Linked DNA regions of Mus musculus: region 1 is linked to region 2. A link is a contact called in public ChIA-PET data. All regions are on one chromosome and are shown on one strand. Each heading gives the region's core, a stretch centred on a gene start, on an enhancer-like site or on the middle of the called end of the contact. The rest is flanking DNA. Distances are from core to core; before and after follow the strand shown. Region 1 overlaps Rps6ka5 (ribosomal protein S6 kinase, polypeptide 5). Region 2 overlaps Dglucy (D-glutamate cyclase).

Region 1 (3,639 bases), core at 465-2,964, 230 kb after region 2:
TCATACATTGGTTTTGCGGCTGGGCTTACAGTCCTAGACGAGAGTACTGTCCTGTGGGGTAGGCTTCTCCATCTACCAGAAGGTAGCATGTTGCCCCCATGGCATTATGCCAGTATTGCAACAGCCAGGTTGATTAGCACTGTAGCTCAGAGTTTATCTTTGGGTAAGAATCTTAAAGACTTACCTTCTAGGAGCCTTCATAGAATCTCTTACACCTAAAGCTCCATCGCTGTCTTTCTGTCCATTTGCAACAGCTTACCCGACTTCACTGAAAATTTATCAGATCCAATTCCTACAAACGCAGATTTACTTAAAATTACCTGTAACTTGGGACTGCGTCATAGATCGACAGTGAATAAGGACGTTGATTGTGATGGTTAGTGCAAGTTGCCTATTTAACAGGATCTACTTGAGAGATGAGCCTCCAGATATGCCTGTGGGGAGTTGTATTGCTTAGGCTGATATGTGAAGACACACACACTCACTGTGGGTGGCACCATTCCATGCATGGGATCCTAGACTGCTATATAAACGTAGAAAGTGAGCTGAGCAGCCGTGTGCATTTGTCCTCTGCTTCGTGATTGGATGGGGTGTGACCAGGCGCTGTCACCTTGACTTCCCCACTACAGACGGTAGCGAGCACTTTTGAACTGTGAACCAGAATAAACCCTTTCTCCTTAAGGTCGCATTTATCAAAGTATTTTATCACAGCAATAGGAAAAGAAATTAAGACACCTAAGAGTTATAGGGGTTTCGGTTTGTTTTATTTTGTTTTTTGGACACACTGTTGAATATAAATGACTTTTAGTGTCCAAAATGTTCAGAGAGGGATTGACAACCTCTGGAGCTGGAGTGGACCTCTGATGCCCGATGTGGGAGCTGGAAACTGAACTTGGGTCCTTTGTAAGGATGCTCTCAGGGGCTAGAGAGATGGCTCAGGGGTTAAGAGCACTGACTGCTCTTCCAGAGGTCCTGAGTTCGATTCCCCAGCAACAGACGGTGGCTCACAACCATCTGTAATGGGATCTGATGCCCTCTTCTGGTGTGTCTGAAGATAGCTACAGTGTGTCTGTATATCTTTAAGAAACAAAACAAAACTATAACATCTTTAAGCTGGGCGTGGTGGCGCACGCCTTTAATCCTAGCACTCAGGAGGCAGAGGCAGGCGGATTTCTGAGTTCGAGGCCAGCCTGGTCTATAAAGTGAGTTCCAGGACAGCCAGGGCTATAGAGAAACCCTGTCTCGAAAAAAAGAAAAAAAGAAAAAAAAAAAAAAGGACACTCTCTACTCTTAGCCACTGGGCCATCTTACCAACCACAGCAACTTAATAAAAATGGGCAGTATTTACTAAATTAATATGCAAATATCTTGTGACTCAGCAATGTAGTTTTAGGTATCTGAGCTACCAAATACCTGCCCAGCTAGATAAATAAAGTATATTTTGAGAACATTTCTTACTCTACATATTATAAGAATGGGAATGCAGGTTGTCTGTAAGCCAGAGAATTTTAGATTTCTTCCTCCAGAATCACAAAAGAGTGGGGGTGTGATAGGAATGTGGCAACTGTTTTTACAGTCGCTTTTTGATTGCTTTAGTATTTACTTGCCACCAGGCACCACTTTGGGTATTTTTCAGTATAGCAACTCATAGGCCTTTGCAGGCAGCCCTTAGGGATTGGATTAGGATTGAATAGGACCCCTCTTATCGCCTTTGTGATGCAGATGAAGTGACTTGAGTGAGATGGCTGACCTCTAACGAGATAATGTGGCATCTGTGTGTCCAACTCCTGGGTTATTTTGGTGCATCAGGACAAGCACATTTATTTTAGTAACAGATTGTGGAAAACAACTGCAATGTCTATTTTTGTTACTTTTCTTTATCTTTCCCAGTTTACCAGCCTTCTTACCCTGTCATCACACTTAGGCCACTCCATTGCTTAAAGAAGCTCACTCACTTTCATATACTTGAAACAGAACAATGCATGTTAAATAGAATTGTGGGTTTTTTTTTTTTTTGTCTCTGTGACAAATGACTGAATTCAAAAGGGAAAGTTTTTTTTTTTTTTGACTCATAATTTTACCCTATAGTTTGCCAACTCCGCTGTGTCTTGGCTTGTAGCAAGGCTTAACGCCATGGTGGAAGGGCATGCTAGAAAAATACTCTTCACTTACACCATCCAGGAAACATAACAGTAACAGGAAGGGGCCACAGCCAAGATATACCTGTCAAAGACCTGACCACAGCAACACATTTCCTCTAATCAGGCCCCACCCTGCACCATCTTTCTACAGTTTATTTGGATTTTTGAGTTTATCAATTGATTGTTAAACTGTTAATAATTAGACTGCATAGACATACGGGGTTGGGGGGGGGGCTTTAGTGCAATCTCAATTCAATCTTATTGCCAATCAGGAGTAACCATGACATACTCTTAACTCTATAGTCAGGTTTTCAGACTACTCTGACATCCTGTCTCCTCTCCTACCAATCTCCTGTTATTCTGCTGTCCTACCCGCACTGTAACCGAGCTAAATTATTTACCCACTCCTCTGTAAACATGCATTTTTTGTTTAAATTTTTTTCTGTTTGAAAACAATTTCGGCATTTCCTAACTGAAAGTGTCAGGTGCAATTCTTGATCTCCCCAGCCCTCGGCTAGCCCACTTTTTCTGGAGCTGTTTGACTTAAATGATTTGATGTCTGTAAAGTGCTTAGTGCCATCGCTGGCAGATAGTGATCCATCAGATTAACTATCAAAATAAAGTTGAGAAAAGTACAAGATGGAACTAGAACATCTTGTTGTGGTATAAAGAAGAAAGTGTAATGGGGGCAGAAGCAAAGCTTTCCCTTGTGGAATAATACTGACATAGAGAGGGAAAGAGAGTTATAAAATCATCACTCCACACTAAAATGAGTGGGTGGTAGTTTAGTGAGAAGCAGGATAGTTTTGCATAATCTCAGTTCATTTCTTCATGGTTTGCCAGTTGAGTACAAGGAAAAACATAGTAACTTTACAGTGGAGAAAACTGACAATCAACACTTCAATGACTAAATTAATGGCATGATCAAAATTAACTCTAGTGTTAGGAAAACTCATCTGTATTTCCCATGTGACCTAAGAAGATGGCGTCATCCATTGGCATTTGTTTGAGGAGTTTATTACTTTCATATGACCATGACAACATCATATAAAATCTACATTGAAGATTTGTGTACACTCAGGATGTATCCTCTTCAAAGATGTCAGGAGTAAGAAAAGAATGATGGAAGCATCCACACATGTCTTATGTAATTTCCAATGAGCTGTGTGATCTTGAGCTGGATTTTAGAGTGGAATAAAGTCACTACAAAGAATCCTGGGCAAATGACAAAATTTGAGCAGGAAGTCTAGATAAAGCAATGGTATTTTTATGATGTGGTTATGTGAGAGAATGTCTCTGGAAAGTTTTAGGAATAAAGAACAGTATTCTCAACTGGTTCAGGGGAGATATGATGTTAAAAGCAGAGAATTCTACAGCAAGTGAGCAAATGGAGGAGTGTTGGATTTTTATGGGGGTTCTTTTTACTGTTACAGTTTGATGTTGTACCATTAAGCTTGTTTTGTTTTGGTTTTGTTTGCTTGTTTCATTCTGTTTTTAT
Region 2 (3,645 bases), core at 716-3,215:
AGAGGTGACCTCAGAGGGATACCTTTCCTAGCTGAGCAACAGAATGTCAGTTGTGCCCAGGACATCCAGGGATAAGGAGCTGGCACCCTTGTACAGAGCATGCTACCTCAGTAAGCCAGGCCACCAGCTTGCCTATGAGTACCGACTGTATGTCATATGTACTATATCCTAGGATCTCTCTCCACAGCATCCTGAAAAGCCCACAGATTCCATTTGCCCAGCAATGGCTAGAACCAAGCTAGCTCTCACCCTGGGTAAACCACAGTTCCCCTGCAGGCCATCTCTTGTTCTTGTCACTGACTTCTGGAGGTGGTAGCCACCACAGACATGAACACAGACATTTCTCCTGAGAACAGACAAGGCTAGAACAAGGTTTGAGTGGGAATCACAATGTGAAGTGGAAAGTTTTAAAACCGGGTCCTGGAAGGCAGAGCACCAGCAGCCCCTGGGATGGATGCCCAGGAAGGGGTCCCCTCTACTCCTTTGTACCTTAGCCTCAGCGTAAGCTGAGAACCTGCCTTCAGAACCTGCCTTCTCTGAACTTAACGGGGTCTTAGCCTTTTTCTTAAATGGCTCAGCCATCTCCCCATACATTTCTTCCCACTGCAAGCATAACTTGTAACACTGTTACTCCTCAGCTTGTTCAATGCTGAAGTAGAATCCTGCTATTACTATGCCAAAAGCCAAATCTATGAATATCTCCTTTGAAACATGAATCATAAGATTGTTGGCAGCTTTTCCACGATGTCAATAGTATTGTAGTCATCTATTTTTTTTTTTAATTGTCAGGATATCCTCTTTATCAGAGTTCCTGGTGTGGAATTTGTACTGAACAAAAATGATAACTCAAAGAGACCTGGGCCGTGAGGCTTCCAAGCCAAGGTGTATTTGCTGAGTTGTGAGGTCTTGGGTGGAGGACTGGCCCCATTTTTAGTGTCTTCCACAGAACAAGCATGGACCCTGAAAGTGTGAACCCTGCAGGTGTGAATCCTGGCCAGAATAGCAAATAGCAGACACTGGAGGTTCATACTAAAGATTTTCTCTTTACACTTATATTTTATTGGAGTGTAAAATCCATACCATGTGTTCCTTTTTCACAATGAAGGCCCCTTAAAGAACCATACCAGACACACATGTGTAAAGACATGAAACAACATTTAGTAGGCTCAGATCCCACATGAAATGTCACCATGATGTCAGGAATAAATGTGCAATGGGGCCTGGTCAGTGGCTCAGTTTCTGGTTTTGTTGAGAAATTTAGGGTTGGAGGATGTGAAAGATCAGGGCGAGCTCATCTGCCTGAGCTCTGGAGAGGTCTGACTCACCTTTGGGCAATACTGGTAAATATGGCTTCCTTCCCCCTCAAAACGGGGAAAGAGTCAGGCTAGGTGTAGGAGTGAGCTGATGGAAAGTGTGTGTAAGAAATGTCAGGGGTGAATGGGGGTGAGGGACAGTGGGATGTCATGGCTGGAAGAACCCCATCAAACAGCAAATTATGACTGTATGGGGGAAAAAAGCATTTCAAAGATATAACTGTTTTGCTGGTGGTGGTGAGTATGAACCCCAGTGTTTCAGCTAACACTCCACGTGTGGGCTCTCTACCCTTTCTCGATTAGCCCAGGTCACAGTGATGCCTTGGTTGCCCTAGAACTCGCTCTGTAGACCAGGCTGGCCTTAAACTCAAAAATCCAGCTGCCTTTGCCTCCTGAGTGCTGGGATTAAAGGTGTACACCACCACTGCCCTTAGGCTCTGCTCTACAATTAACTGTTCCAGAATTCTCTCTTAACTGAGAGGCAGAAAGATTCCCAGAACAGAGCATAGGGTGGCCAGAAGAAGCCAGGATGAAGGGCAGGTAGAGCAATGCCCCTGGAACTCCTTCCTACCTAGACAAAGGCTGGCATCAGGCAGGGACTGTGCACACAAACAGCACAGCTGGTCACATGTGCACTGTGGTGGCACCCACCAGCTTCCGGATCATCTCAGCATGAACGTCATGGAAAGGCAGCCCATCCACTTCCATGCCCACGATGCCTGAGACACCACTGCGGACTTGGTTCTCTACCAGGATGCCCAACATCTTTTCTTCCTGGGAGGAAATACAGAGATGAGGAGGAGACAGACGACATGTGGGGAGAGGGAGGACAGAATGCGTAAATATCTGTAGAAAAGAAGCTTTGAGCTAGAGATCTCTGTTTCTCTCTGTCTCTTTCTTTCTTTCTTTCTTCCTTCCTTCCCTTCCTTCCTTCCTTCCTTCCTTCCTTCCTTCCTTCTTTCCTTCCTTCCTTCCTTCCTCTCTCTCTCTCTCTCTCTCTCTCTCTCTTTCTTTCTTTCTTTCTTTCTTTCTCCCTCCTCCTTTTTAAAACAGAGCCTCTGTAGCCCTAGTGGTCCTGGAACTTAATATTTAGACCAGGCTGGCCTCACACTCTTAGAGATCCACCTGCCTCTGCCTTTCAAGAGCTAGGCTTAAAGGCATATGGCACCACACCCAGGAATGTGTCTCTTTTTAACAAGTAAAATTTGAGATAAGGCATGGACTCACTGGAAAGCTCCTTATGAAAATCAAAATCGGGCTGGAGAGATGGCTCAGTGGGTAAGAGCACCCGACTGCTCTTCTGAAGGTCAGGAGTTCAAATCCCAGCAACCACATGGTGGCTCACAACCATCTGTAACAAGATCTGACTCCCTCTTCTGGAGTGTCTGAAGACAGCTACAGTGTACTTACATATAATAAATAAATAAATCTTAAAAAAAAAAAAAAGAAAATCAAAATCAAGAGCTGGATGTGATGGTTCACGCCTGTCATCTCAGTACTTGAGGGGCTGAGGCAGGAGGATTACAGTCAGTTTGAGGCCAGCCTGGGTTGTATAATGAGCTCCAAGACAGCCTGGCCTACAGAGTGGGAAGGTCTTAACTTCTCTCTATGTCTTGGAGATCCCATCTGTCATCTGGGGTCGTTGGTGACCCTGGTGAGGATATGGCTTTCAGAAGCTGTAGTGAGAATTAAATGAGACACTGGAGGTAGAGCATCCAGCATGGCCCTTGGCACACAGTAGGAAGCATGCTGGTTGTCAGTACAGTGGGGAAAGGCCAGAGCTTGCTCTCTGACTCACTTACTGGGTAAGGGGGAGGGGCTGGTCCCGTCTCAAACAAAAGCAAAGCGTTTAAACAGATCGGCTGTTTCTTCGGGCACTTACCTTCCCATGACCATATTTCATGCCCCAATAGAGACCTGTGTGGTCCTAACACATACCAGAGATGTAATCCTCCCACTGCCCCAGCCCCCAGCCAAGCCTGGGATGAGCTCCCATGCATCTGACTGTGGCAGGAGGCCCCTCCCCAGGTCCCGCTGTCAGCCTCTTGAGGGGCGGGCACTAGTTGGATTTCTATCGCTGTGATAAACACCATGACTAAAAACAGTGTGACAGAGGAAAAGGTTTGTTTCAGCTTATAACTCTTAGGTCACACACCATCACTAAAGAAAGCCTCAGGACAGGAACTCAAGGCAGGAACCTGGAGGCAGGAACTGAAACAGAGGCCATGGCCAGTGAGAGGCCAGCCATCTTCAACCCAGGAAGAGTGCATCCACCAAGGCACTGACTCTGCCCTGCCTTCAGGGTTGGACTATCCCTGCTTCTACAACTGGA

The links. ChIA-PET counts read pairs in DNA pulled down with a chosen protein or histone mark.
Region 1: an RNA polymerase II ChIA-PET map of memory CD8 T cells shows a contact between it and region 2, with 75 read pairs. The contact joins two enhancer-like sites. A contact is called at or near these places in 1 of 484 Hi-C or Micro-C datasets (bone marrow-derived macrophages), 3 of 115 datasets of contacts at active chromatin or transcription factors (bone marrow-derived macrophages, effector CD8 T cells and memory CD8 T cells) and 3 of 9 other capture datasets (adipose tissue, liver and pancreatic islet).

The regions. Positions count from the first base shown.
Region 1 is chr12:100,635,011-100,638,649 of GRCm38.p6, reverse strand. All of the region lies in intron 3 of Rps6ka5 (ribosomal protein S6 kinase, polypeptide 5), which reads left to right. Among named protein-coding and RNA genes, the nearest start is that of Rps6ka5, 88 kb to the left of the region's middle. Within about 2 kb of position 1,714, at least 35 of the 459 cell types and tissues checked have an H3K27ac peak or open chromatin away from gene starts, as enhancers often do. A contact at or near this core is called in memory CD8 T cells, where this site is marked.
Region 2 is chr12:100,869,746-100,873,390 of GRCm38.p6, reverse strand. It overlaps Dglucy (D-glutamate cyclase), which reads right to left. Exons shown (of 13, transcript NM_145448.5): 13 at 781-2,087. The coding sequence ends at 1,938. Among named protein-coding and RNA genes, the nearest start is that of Gm36572, 22 kb to the left of the region's middle. Within about 2 kb of position 1,965, at least 12 of the 459 cell types and tissues checked have an H3K27ac peak or open chromatin away from gene starts, as enhancers often do. A contact at or near this core is called in memory CD8 T cells, where this site is marked.